Regions from separate parts of the Pan troglodytes genome. Here region 1 is linked to region 2. A link is a contact called in public Hi-C data. All regions are on one chromosome and are shown on one strand. Each heading gives the region's core, a stretch centred on a gene start, on an enhancer-like site or on the middle of the called end of the contact. The rest is flanking DNA. Distances are from core to core; before and after follow the strand shown.

Region 1 (6,644 bases), core at 1,075-3,574, 170 kb before region 2:
GATCCCCTGTGTGGTCTTGAGCCATGTTAGATGTTCTCAGCTTTGGTTTTCTCATTGGTTAAAAACAAGGATGAAAATCATATTTACATCTCCAGGCTGCCTTCCTGCCTGTCTCAGCGTGGCTGCCAGGCCCAAGGCCCATGGAGATCCTTTGGGTGAGGGGCTATAACAGTCTGCTCAGGACCCCAGGGACTTTAATGAGGGCATTTGGGACTCTGGTTCCTTGTTAAAATTTTTAAGGCTGGGTGCTGTGTCTAATGTCTATAATCCCAGCACTTTGGGAGGCCGAAGTGGGTGGATGACCTGAGGTCAGGAGTTTGAGACCAGCCTGGCCAACATGGTGAAACCCCATCTCTACGAAAAATACAAAATTAGCCAGGTGCGGTGCATGCCTGTAGTCCCAGCTACTGGGGAGGCTGAGGCAGGAGAATCTCTTGAACCCTGGAGGCAGAGGTTGCAGTGAGCCAAGATTGTGCCATTGCACTCCAGCCTGGGTGACAGAGGGAGACTCTGTCTCCAAAAAAAAAAAAAAAAGTTTTAAAAATGTACTGATGAATGCTTTCAAGTATACAGGAAAGAGTATAACAGATATTCATTTATCCACCACCCGAATTTAATGGATATTATTTTGCCAGTTTTGCTTCAGAGCTCTATTTAACATAAAAATAAATAAAGCATTACAGATGCAGTTTAAGCTGTACCTTCACCGACCCCCTCCTGTTCCCCAAGGGACCACTGTCCGGAGGCTCATCCTCCCCGTGTGTTTTTATTTTTCTACCATATGTAGCTGGCCCTAAGTGATGTCGGCTATTGTTTAGCGTTTGAAAATTTTATATACATTGTATCATACCGCATGGATCCTTTCACTTGATAAATAATTTGAATGGTGAGTGAATGATTGTGCAATTTGCTTTCTTTCAGCCAACATATTTTCGCAATTTATCCATGTTAATGCATGTCATGGCATTTCATTCATTTTAACTGTTCTTCGTGCAAGGGAGACACAGAAAAGTTACTGAGTGGTGAAAGTGGTGTGAGAGGGGTTTGCACAGGGCACCCGGGTCTCCTGGCGCTCCCCGTACAGTCGGAGAGGCAGGAAAGACTTTTTAGAGGAGATTGTCTGGGAGCTGAGTGTTAAGGGAGACGGACGCAGAGGCCTTGTCTGCCACCCAGCGGGGCTTGGGCTTTATTTTGGGGGCAGCGGGAAACCTGACTCAAGTTCATATTTTAGAAAGATTGCTCTGGTCCCAATACGGAAACTGGCCCAGGATAGGGATGAAGAAAGGAGGCAGGACTCACTTGAGAGGCTGCTACGGCAACCCAAAAGAGCCAGGCAGGGCCTCTAGGGTGGAAAAGAGACGAGATGGGGGCGGGGTATGGGGTGAGGCCAAGAAAAGGGATAAGGCTGACGCCTGACTGGCTGGCTGGTGGCTTCACGTTCTGGGACTCGGGAGGAACATGGCAGCTGGAACAGGTGTGGGGGAAATGGCGAGGCTAGTGTGAGAGGTCAGCCGAAGACAGTGGCCCAGATCTCGGAGGTGTGATCAGGGCTGGGGTAAAGCGCCCTGCAGCATGGGAGCAGGAGAAGCGGTGGGCTGGGCGAAACGCTTGGGCAGCCTGTGCTGGTTTGGAAGCGGAAAGAGCCATATTTGTTGAGTGAATTTAATTTACCAGAAGAGGCATTTTCACTGTTCTATATATTTTTAAAAAAACCTTTCTGACAAAATTCCAAACATACAAAGTGGGTAAGCTAAAAATCAATATTCTTTGCCCAGAAACACACCCAGAATCTCCCCAGGTGGCTGTTCCACTCGGGATGCAGGGAACACATGGATGTTCTGGCTGCTCTGCGGGCCTCGCAGCTGGCCTGCACTGTGTCTGCGGAGGGCCAGGCCTGGGGTCTTCCTAGGATGCACGGTGCTGGCCTTTTGTAGGTATTCAGGAAATACTTGTGCAAAGAACGAACACACTGCGTGGAAGGTTGTGATGCCTGACTCAGTGGCCTTTTCTGCCCGGACGGGTGAGGATGGCTCATCCATGGGTGCCTGGAGGGAGCCCTCCACGCCCCCATGGGGAACATCTGCCTGGGTCCCCCTTGGATGGGGCTCTGTTATCCTCCTGAGATGAAGAGCCAGCAGTTAGCTACCACCAAAATTCTGTAGAATCGTCCTCCCAGCAGGGCGTGTCCCCGAGTCTCCTTTGTGGCTCCCTTCGCCATGTGGTGGAAGGGCATCTGCATGTCTTTGCCAGGAAGGGTCTTCTGGGCTCCAGTGAGCTAGGGCAGCCTGGAAGGGCCCTGCAGTGCCCAGGATGGCCTCTGTGTGGAGTTGTGATTCTGACTGTTTGTTTTCTGGCCTCTCATGGCTGGAAAGGCTCGTCCCAGGACAGCGGGCTCAACCCTTCCTCACTGCCCACAGAGGTACTAAGAGGAAACACTCTTTTGCGTGAAATGGCTGTGGGATCCTGGCATTCATGTTCTCCTTCTGGGCTGGTGGGGTGGGTGATGCTACACAGCATGGCCTTCCGCACTCTCTCATGTGACCCTCATGATGATGGTGGGATGGAGGTGGGCTGGGTTGCTTTCCCCTCCTCAAAGATGCAGGAACAGTGACCTAGAGAGGTGAAGTAACTTCAAAGCCCAGGCCTCAGTCTCCAGCCACCTTCCTGGCCCAGCAGAGAGGAAGAAAGTCTCAGAATAGCTGATGAGCGGTTTAAGTGGGGGCCCCAGCCTCACAGCCTGGCCTCCATCCCTGGGGTTCTTAACCCTGTCTGCACATCAGAAGCACCAGGGGAGCCTCAGGTGTGGAAAGAAGAATCCCAAGCTCCACCCCGGACCGAGTAAATCAGCACTCTGGGGTGGGCCCATTGGTCTGTATTTTCAAGTGCTCCTGGTGCTACTGTGCAGCCAGGGTTGAGAACCTTTGCCTTTCAGCCTCTACTCATGCAGGCTCTGCTCTGTTATCTGCAGAGATGGGCGCCCAGGCTCAGTGGAGGAAACCAAAGCAATCCAGGCCAAGTACCTCAGCGCTCAGGCCGGCAAGACCCTGGAGACAAGACTGTCATCCCCTTTACACAGGGCACAGGCTCAGGGCCAGGACTGGAACTCTTCTTCAGTTAGCCCCTGACGTAAGGACTGGCTCCTTTTCCTCCTGCATTTCCCACTCGACCTGCACTCAGCTGAGGGCCACAAGTACAGCAAACACCTGCTTAGTTGTGGGTGTGGATGTGTGTGACGAACTGGGAAGGAGCACCAACTCTGTGTCACGCACTTTGCATAGATTATTCTATTTATCTTTGAAACAACTGAGTGAGATGGGTGAGATGGTTATTCCAGTTTTAGAGACAAGGAAGTCAAAGCCCCAGAGGGGTTATGCAACTTTCTTGAGTTTGCATAGTCCGTGGCTCAGCCAGGATTGAAACCCAGAGGCACCTGACTCCAAAGCGTGATTCCCTGGTGCCCCCTGGCACCTGCTGGCTCTGGGGTGCCCTTGGAGGAAGTTGGTGAACTCCTTACTGCTTCCTTTCTCCTTTCGGATCAAGGGGGTCTGAGAACCTGCCAGTCTCCGCTGGGCCCGTTCATGCCTGGTTAAAACTGTTAGAGGTGAGCCTCTTTAAGGGGAAGCAGGAAATGAGATGTGGACTGTGAGGACCAGGAGCTGAGGCGGCTAAAACATACCTCCCCAGTGCCACCAGGAACAGAGGCCATAGACACGCTCAGCTCAGGACCAAACTCAAGTCCCACGTCAGGCGGGGAATGGTGTCCGGCCAGGCAGGGGCGCTCCCAGCTCAGCCCACAGGGCCTCAGCAGCACCTCCTGGAGCACACAGGGTGAGGCCAGCTTGGGAGCCCAGCTGCTCGGCCCCAGCCCTCTGCATCCTTGGCCTTGGGCAGTCTGACCCCAGCATCAGGGAGAATTTCTGCCCCTTTCTTGGATGATTCCTTGGAAGGTTGTGTTAATCAGAAGTACGAAGGGATCACAGGGCCCCTAAAGAGGCAGCAGACCTGCTGGAATTTGTGGCCACAATGAAAGACATGGGAAGCACCAAGTAGCATTTCTTTTTCTTTTCTTTTTTTTTAATTTTTTTTTTTTTTTTGAGACAGAGTCTCGCTCTGTTGCCCACGCTGGAGTGCAGTGGCGCGATCTCAGCTCACTCCAAGCTCTGCCTCCCGGGTTCACACCATTCTCCTGCCTCAGCCTCCCAAGTAGCTGGGACTACAGGCGCCTGGCTAATTTTTTGTATTTTTTTTTTAGTAGAGATGGGGGTTTCACCGTGTTAGCCAGGATGGTCTTGATCTCCCGACCTCGTGATCCATCCACCTCGGCCTCCCAAAGTGCTGGGATTACAGGCGTGAACCACCGCACCCGGCTTTCTTTTTTTTTATTATTTTTATTTTTGAGACAGGGTCTTGCTCTCTCACCCAGGCTAGAGTGCAGTGGTGTGATATTGACCCACTGCAGCCTCAACTTCCCAGGCTTAAGCGATTCTCCCACTTGTCAGCCTCCTGAGTAGCTGGGACTACAGGTGTGCACCACCTGTATCTTTTTGTATCTTTTGTAGAGACAGGGTTTCATCATGTTGCCCAGACTAGTCTCGAACTCCTGGGCTCAAATAGTCCACCTGTCTTGGCCTCCCAAAGGGCTGGGATTATAGGCATGAACCACCGCACCTCGCCCCAAGGACCATTTCAAACCTTTATTAGGTTTCTCCTGTCTTTTTTTCTTTTTCTTTCTTCCCATCCCTTTCTGACTCTGACTCTTTTTCCTCTTCCTCTTTTTCTGGTTCTGATCTCTTTCCCTCTGCCAGTATCCCTAGCTGGACCCTTGGGATGAGCTACTGGATAGGGGTTTCTGGCCAGGCCTGAGATCCTTCCTCTTACTGCCCTCATTCCTCTTTGTGAATCACCATTATGTATGTTAGTTACTACCTAGGTAGGTACTTGTTGTATTGCAGATGCTGATAATGAGCAGGTGTTTGGAGGATCCAGAGTGGGTAGCATTGATGATTTAGTCTTAAAAAGTTTACTCATTTGCTAGGTCCAAGCGCAACATAGGCCAATTACCATGTCCCGCCTGCCACTTGGCTGTGACAAGAAAGTTCTTAAGACCAAAAACAATCTGAATCTGGAAGTCCTCGGTGGTGCTAAGGGAGGGATGAAACCCAGGAGGTGGAGTTGGGGCTGGTGGATCCGCACCACGCTCCTGTTGCTTCCACCCTCCGTTGGCTTTGTCTGTGGTGACGTGATCTAAGGGACCCTGCTGATGGGATTGATACTGGGATTGCAGAAAGGTGGTTTCAGTGGGGGCTCCAGGAGTCCCAGGTGCCAGGGTTGCTCCATGAGTGGCCTGTCTCAGCAACATGAGAGCCTTGAGGACAGGAATCTATCTCAGTCAACTCTGTGTCCTCCAACACCAGCACAGGGCTTGCTGTGGGCAGGGGCTCAATAGGTTTGCTAAGTGAATGAATTAAGGATGAATCAAAAACAGTAAAAGAAGTACAAGAGAAAGGCTCTGGAACCCACATGGAGGTGTGGAGAACCCTAGCCCCTTAGCTGCTTATCTGCAGTCGCCTGGGCGATGGATACTCCCCAGGCCTCCCTCCAGAGAGGCGCCAACCTTCCTGTGTTGGCAGCAGTTCGCAGGTATTCCATCTACACAGAATGGCAGAGGATCGCACAATGCCTGTGTGGAGGCCCAGCCCAGGGTGGGGCCAGCTTGCAAGCCCAGTCAGACCTTCTTGGGAAGAAGGAAGGAAGGAAGGGTTGCAACTGAGAAGAAACTGTGGCTTTGAAAGTTTTCCTCCAGGGTTTTTTTGTTTGCAAGGAAAGGAGATGCTTAGGGAGGCGTTATATACTGGACAAAAGAGTGTGGCCGGGTCAGTGGTGAAATCAGAGTGCGTGTCTTTCCCACAGCAGGTCAGCAGGGATAGCTTTGTCTGCGAATGCCCACGTGCTGGGAAGACGTTGCAGCCTCTGATATAACAGCTCTGTGTTCCTTAGATTTTTTTTTTTTTTTTTGAGAAAAGTACATGTGCTTCATATTACCTGTGTCCACAGCACAGATGTAAGTGAGTAAAATTTAAACAAGGATCCAGATAGCTGGGACGAAGAGTCTCTTGACCTGTTCTTTCCGACTGTGCAGGTTTGAGAGAAAGACCAGGGATCTGGCAGTGTTGGCCAGATATTCCTGCAGGTCAGTTGGAATCCAGCTGGGGATTTGCTGATGTGAAACACGCATGGACAGTCACAAAACCAAACATATGGGGCCAAAAAGCAAGACCGACTTGACCTTAAACAAAATCCTCCTTTGCTTCTGAGCTACAAGCCAGGCAAGACAAATTTAGGGAAATAGGAATATGGATTTCTATTTGTTAAGAAAGATACAGTTGTTTCTCATCAGGCTTTTCCAGTTCTAGCACATAGAATTGCAGTGACCTCATTTTTGATCAATGGCCAATGCATTCAACTGTCTGGTGGAATAATCTATTAACTGGGCACCTGCCAATTGTCTAGAATAGGAACTAGCTTAGGCATATGTTTTAAAAAGTGATAACATTGTTATGAGCCCTGCCGAGACAAGAGGATGGGAAGCCCAAGCAGGTCAGCACTGGCTCTGAAGTCAGTTTGGGATGATAGACTGTGTTTTT
Region 2 (6,903 bases), core at 4,001-6,500:
CACAAGTAGGGCTGGCAAAGGATGGAGAATCTAGTCTAAACCGCCCATCTGGCATCCAGACGCTGGACATGAGTAGAAGATATCAGGTTGTAACAGTCTGCTGGTAGATCCATGACATTGACATTCCCAGTGGGCCTGGGTTCCATAACTGCCAGTCAAGAGAGCTTTCTGGAGTGGGCCTGTATATTACAGAGCTTGGGAGCCAGATTGTTAGCCCTTCATTCTGGGATAAGAGCTGGAGCTTGGCCCATTTAAGGCTAGTTATTAATTTGAGAAAAAAAAAAAAAAAGCTAAACTTTCTGAAGTTGAAGTTACTATTGATGGGGGAGTGAGGTAGAAAGGACATGCCCCATTATATCATGCTCGAAACTTTGAGACTCTATGGTTTTACTTTTTTGTTTCTCTTGACAAGGATTCAAGGGTACCAAGTTGTCCTCCCCAGTGAGGTAGGAAAGTCACCTTTCAGTTCACTAAATATTTATGGAGTACATTCTATGTGATCAACATTGCACCAGGTTACTTTTTGTGCCCCATAAATGCATTCAAATCAAGTGCCTTGCAAATCAAGTGCCAGCCATTTGGATTTGAAAGAGCCAGCTCATGGCAGCCCTACCCTCCCTCTGACTCCCATTCTTCCGACTGCTTGTATATGGTTTACGGGAAAGTACCTCTCACCCTTGCTGCCTTGCTGAAGTTCCTATTTACTTCTCCTTTCAGAGCCCGTGAGAACAAAGACAGCTATGCATATTGGCTGAAAAAAACAGGCTTGTTTCCCTGTTTTTCCTCCCAGGTCTTCTCCAGGTTTTGCCAAGACCAGCCTGGTCTCATGCTAACCTTTCTGAGTACTAGAGAGGTGGCCTTGACAGCTTCTGACATCTGGGTGTTTCCAGCATAAGGGCAGTGCTGGGCTACTCTGGACACTACCATTGGAAAGGAGGGTTTTCTGTCTTCACTTCATAAAACATCCACTTCCTTGCCTTTCAAAGAACTGCAGCTCTTGTCATCTCCAGAGGTTTAGTCTTTGGAAATCCCCCATGGAATGTCTTAGCTTTAGATTTACTTAGAGTCTCATTGTCTGTTTTGACGGATGTTATGCCCAGGAAAGACCATGGGAATTGTGAATGTAGCAAAATCACATTGCCAGGCTTTATATGAAAATGGGATTCTACGTGGTCCTATTGGATGGATTTATGGTAGAATATTCTTTGAGAATTCGTAGGGTAGCAACTCCTCCACTGCAGAGGCAGGGCCTGTGTCCCATGCTTTTGCATGGATCTGCTTCTGTGCAGGGCACAGTTGCTCCAGCAGAGTGATTTGCCAGCAGGCTGGATTAATGGGCAGGGTGGAAGGAAAACGTGACATTGGCTTCCAGAAAATATCTAATCAGGCCAGGCAACTCTGGCTGGCTGCTGGACAAGGCAAGTGTCAGCCTGGACATGTTTCTGCCCTGGAGGAATTTCTTTATATTAAGGCTTGAGGACTGGCAAAGCCTTCAAAGAGTTGAGATGAGGAATTGTGGAAGTTCATTACCTCCCTGGTGCCAGCTTTGCAGTGTTTGCCTGGTGAGATTTTCCATTTTTAATTTTTCTCCCTTAAATACAAACTTTTTACAATAAACAAAGGAAATTCTATCACACATACAAATGTGGTTCTGATTGAGCACGCTAGCTTCCACTGATAAAGGCAGGAAATTCAGCTTTGAGAACTAGAGTTGTGTCCTAAGCTTACCTCGTGTGACCAGGCTGTCTACCGGTCCTGAGCTCTCAGGACTCACAAAAGGGGGCAGATGTCAGGAACCCCATGTGGGGTGGCAGCTCATGTCACCAAAACCTGCCTGGGCAGGGGCAGTTTTGCAGCATTAAAAGGGGTACCTGGCTTCTGAATAGGTTGGCTTCCTCCTTTGGGTGGGAAATGGGAGACCATGCCTGGAAAATTGGCAGCCATTCCTCCCTGCACAATAGATACATGGCCCTTCCCCTTGCATCTTTCTTCCCATTCTGAACTTGAGCTTGCCCCCCAATAACAACAGCAAATATCTAGCTTGCCTTGCCCTGCACATGGGTGTAAATAAGGTACTATCCACTATCCAGTTGGTTTCCTATTTTTGTTCTATTCTCTGTGTACCCCATATACACAGGAGGCCTATGCACCCTCATTGTGTCTGCTGTACACAACTTCACAGAGGGCCATATGCCCCACAGGAAATGCTTTCTGATAATAATGAAATGATTCTTTGTCATCCATGAGATGAATAAGGCCCTAAAGTGAACAAGGTAGCAAGCCTGAAAGATGGGCTCCTTCTCTGCCTGCCTCTGTTTCTCTCTGCCTGGTCAGTGACAGGCTGCCATGTGTACCAACCAGTCCCTGTGCGAGGCACTGAAGACCCAGAGATGAAGAAGCCCCAAGAACCCATCAGTGGAGTGGGGGAGACTGCCTGATAAGCAGAATTACACTACAGCCCGGGGCAAGCAGATTGTCTTTCAGATCTCTCCTCATCACCAGTCTCTTGTAGGCAGCACGCTGTCAGGACAGCAAGCCACCCTGCCACAGGGAGTGGTGCTAGGTCCCTTTTTAGGCCATGCAGACACACAGAGCTGAGATGTACTTCCACTTGAGACAGGTCTGGCCTGCACTCCTGTTCTTAGTCCAAGTCTCGGCTTCCTAAGAACTCAGCCGTATTTTCTGGTTGTGCTGATCCTTCCTCCGCAGTCCTTTGGAAGACACAGGGCCATTAAGGGCTGTATTTGCAGTGAGCACCAGAGGAGTGAACAGGGCCTGTTTATTCCAATTTGGTTTCTCAGTGGGTCCGTGGCACGCTGTGAGGGTGTTTTCAATGGGGAACGCTGGTGCACAGCCTGCGGCTGATCAGAGAAGAAGTGGCAGAAGGCAGTACAGATGGACTCCTGAGAGGAGTGTTGCTCTGTGGAGACTTTTCGGAAAACTGTTCTCAGCCTCTTGAAATAGAAAGTTCATGCAGACACATGAGCTTTGAAGTGGAGGAGATTTTAAGGTTTGAAGTGGAGAAGGTTTTGTTTTGTTTCACTGTCTTGTTTTTCCATTCCAGCGGGCAGCTTGTGCAAGCGGAAGAGTCCCGAATGTGACAAAGACACCTCCATCTGCACTGACCTGGACGGCGTTGCCCTGTGCCAGTGCAAGTCGGGATACTTTCAGTTCAACAAGATGGACCACTCCTGCCGAGGTAGCCACAGCTTCACCTGGGGTTCTGTGCCCAGTCCTGGGACTCTGCCTGGTGCTCTGTTTCTCTTTCTTGCTCTCTCTCTCTCTCTCTTTGCTTAGGCGTGACCATTCTAAACTGAGGGTAACTGGTTCTTGTTATTTTGCTCGTGGCAGGATTGAATACATTATCTCCTTGGAATAATAGCATTATCTTTGACTGGTGCATGCTGGTCTGGCCAATTAAATTCAAAGGAAGACAGAATGGAATGCCTGTGGTAGCCGTGCCTTTTCTTTTTTTTTTCCATTTAAAGGAAGTTAGAAAAATTATTGTTTTAATTCCCAAAGCTTTATCTATTGTCTGCTAATCTTTTAAAGTGGAAGTACAAGCATGGGGTCAGGCTTATATCTTTCAGAGGCAGCTGAGGCCAGAGTCAGAGCCCGACTCTGCCTCACTGATCATGTATCACCTTGGGCAAGTCACTTTGTTTCTCTGAGCCTCGGTTTCCTCTTCTGAGAAACGGGTATGGTGATCCTCTATTGGATATTTATTCTAAGAGTTAAGGAAGGCAGTGGATATAGAGGCCCTTTGTAAGCTGTCAGCATCTGCTCTTGTATTTGGTCCAGGTTGTTGTTGAATTAATGAGTTCTGGTTTTAAAGGTCTCATGAAGTGTTTGAGAGCAGAAATCTAATTCTACTAACCTTTAAGGTGAGGCTTAAATTCATTTAGTTTGAGGGAAAAACTGCTCAAAGAATGTAGTCCAAGAATACTGCTTTAAAATAAAATTAATTCAGGTCCAAGAGCACCACGCACCCTGACTTATAAAAGGCTGCTGCAACTTGCAATCACCAGAAAAACTAACGATATAAAGGCCATCATGGATGGCCAGTTTTCCTACTCAGTCAACACCTTGCTGGTGACAGATGTCAATGGATGTTACTGGAATCTGAATAAAAATCACATACTGGGGCGAGGTGACATGCCACTTTTCTCCATCAGGACTTCCCATGAGAGGACTTGTTCATCACAGATAAAAATATATTTCAGGGCAGCACTCTTATCCTGAGCTTCAGACCCTCTGACTTTGTTAGGTTTGGATACAAAGTTCTTCTCAAGTGCGCATCATCAGCTCTCCAGGTGGGACCTGTGATGGGTTTTGAAGGGGAGGGCCAACTCTCTGTGTTGGGCCTAGGTCCAGATGTGTGACTAGCACACAGCATGTCTCAGTGCCGTGCCAGACTGCCACATTGCTACAAAGAGATGATGCTTCCTCATGCCATCTTATCTGCTTTAATGCAAAGTGTTCCTTGCACCTCTTAGAAATGGGGAGTTGAGCCGGGCGTGGTGACTCACGCCTATAATCTCAGCACTTTGGGAGGCCGAGGCGGGCGGATCACCTGAGATCGGGAGTTGGAGACCAGCCTGACCAACACGGAGAAACCCCGTCTCTACTAAAAATACAAAATTAGCTGGGTGTGATGACGCATGCCTGTAATCCCAGCTACTCGGGAAGCTGAGGCAGGAGAATCGCTTGAACCCGGGGAGTGGAGGTTGCAGTGAGCCGAAATCACGCCATTGCACCACTGCAGCCTGGGCAACATCCGTCTCAAAAAAAAAAGAAAACAAATGAGGAGTTGAGCCCATCTTCACATGGGAAGGGGACTGGGCTAACATCCATGTGTGTTGGGGCGCTGTGCTGCTGACAGGGGATGACACAAGGTGGGCAGAGGTATGGGCATGGTGCTGTGGTGTTCCCTGTGAACAGTGTCTCAACAATGGCCCTATCACCTTTGCTTCTGGCTGGCCTGCGCCACTTCCTCTGTTTCCAAGTCAGCAATTTTGTAATTGTTTCAGTTACAGGCTAGCATTAACAAGAGCTGTGAAAGATTTACTGAGTGTGCTGACACAGGCACCAGCAACCTTATGTTGACCAAGTGAGGACCCAAGAAGCAGCATAAGGAAACCTTGATTCGCTTTTGGGCTTGTTGCTGAGACCCCGTGAAGCCCTTTCTCAGCAGTATTTGCACCATCAGGCCTCTGAGGAGTGGATTCCGGAGCTTCTTGGGCCACAGCCCTTTAGGCTGGGTTCTGATGGGTTAGCAGTGACATCTTCTGGCCATCAGTGCTGGAGCACTGACACCTCAAATCAAGGCTCAATATAAATAGAGGATAGAGGAGTGTGTGTTTTCTAAATCACTGCAGTTCAACCTATACATTAGCAAGTCTCTATGTTCTCTGCAGCGTGTGCGTGCGCACACACACATGCACACACAACGTGCTTGGTGTCTCACAGAAAATGTCTTTGCCAGACTTTCAAAGCTACACATAAAATCAAAGTAGATATCCCTCTCATAGGTTTCTTAGCTTCCTTCCATCATGCAGGCATCATGATTAATTCTTTTTTTTTTTTTTTTCTTTTTAGAGACAAAGCCTTGCTCTGTCACTCAGGCTGGAGTGCAGTGGCGCAATCAAGTCTCACTGCAGCCTTGACCTCCTGGGCTCAAGTGATCCTCCCACCTCAGCCTCCCAAGTAGCTGGGACTACAGGTCCTTGCCACTATGTCCAGCTAATTTTTGTATTCTTTGTAGAGATGGGCTTTTGCCATGTTGCCGAGTCTGGTCTCAAACACCTAGGCTCGAGCAATCCACCCACTTCGGCCTCCCAAAGTGCTAGGATTACAGGCATGAGCCACCACACCTGGCAATGAATTCTCACAACCTGTTTGCATGTCTCTTTCTTTAATCCGACTGCCATTGCCTTGAGTGCTAGAACCATGTCCTGAGCAGTGCAGGGTTCAGCAAATGTCTGTTGAACGAACGAGTGGATGATAAGGCAGCAAATAAGATGGGAAAAGATTGACATGGCTAGATATAATTTCCTGCAAGGGAACAAAAGAGTTTTTAAGATGCCACTGTCAGCTGGGCACAGTGGCTCACGCCTATAATCCCAGCACTTTGGGTGGCTGAGGCGGGAGGATCAGGAGGTCAGGAGTTTGAGGCCAGCCTGGCCAATATGGTGAAACCCTGTCTGTACTAAAAATACAAAAATTAGCTGGGCGTGGTGGTGCATGCCTGTAGTCCCAGCTACTAGGGAGGCTGAGGCAGAAGAATCGCTTGAACCCAGGAGGCGGAGGTTGCAGTGAGCTGAGATCCCGCCACTGCACTCCAGCCTGGGTGACAGAGCAAGACTCCGTCTCCAAAAAAAAAAAAAAGATGCCACCATCTACTTATTTCTATTTTTAAGTCCAGAAGACTTGAATTCACTTGTGTCTTATGGCAATAGGGGAAGCCCAATTTGGGAATATATACTAGCTGTTGCCAAATTCATTTCATCTTCAGTGCTCTGTGGTCAGAATACCTCTGCGGCAGGGGTCCCCAACCCTACCGGTTTGTGGTCTGTTAGGAACCGGGCTGCACAGCAGGAGGTGCAGTTAGGAACTGGGCTGCACAGCTGAGTTCCGCCTCCTGTCACATCAGCGGCAGCATTAGATTCTCATAGGAGTGTGGACCCTGTTGTGAACTGCACATGTGAGGGATCTAGGTTACGTGGTCCTTAGGAGAATCTAATGCCTGATGATCTGAGGTGGAACAGCTTCATTCCGAGACCATCTTCCCAAGACCACCCCCTTGCTGGTCCATGGAAAAAATGTCTTCCATGAAACCAGTCACTGGTGCCAAAAACGTGGGGACTGCTGCTCTAGGGTGAGTGAGATGAGAAGCTGGGTCCT

What was found. A called contact is a pair of places that touch in the nucleus more often than the background predicts.
Region 1: a Hi-C map of induced pluripotent stem cells shows a contact between it and region 2, with 4 times the contacts expected there. The contact joins two enhancer-like sites. A contact is called at or near these places in 2 of 7 Hi-C or Micro-C datasets (both in induced pluripotent stem cells).

What each region holds. Positions count from the first base shown.
Region 1 is chr2:128,440,166-128,446,809 of NHGRI_mPanTro3-v2.0_pri, reverse strand. The region is part of intron 5 of SLC12A8 (solute carrier family 12 member 8); the gene reads left to right. Among named protein-coding and RNA genes, the nearest start is that of SLC12A8, 47 kb to the left of the region's middle. Within about 2 kb of position 2,324, at least 4 of the 24 cell types and tissues checked have an H3K27ac peak or open chromatin away from gene starts, as enhancers often do. A contact at or near this core is called in induced pluripotent stem cells, where this site is marked.
Region 2 is chr2:128,271,583-128,278,485 of NHGRI_mPanTro3-v2.0_pri, reverse strand. It overlaps HEG1 (heart development protein with EGF like domains 1), which reads left to right. Exons shown (of 17, transcript XM_016941815.4): 12 at 3,065-3,199. Among named protein-coding and RNA genes, the nearest start is that of HEG1, 58 kb to the left of the region's middle. Within about 2 kb of position 5,250, at least 3 of the 24 cell types and tissues checked have an H3K27ac peak or open chromatin away from gene starts, as enhancers often do. A contact at or near this core is called in induced pluripotent stem cells, where this site is marked.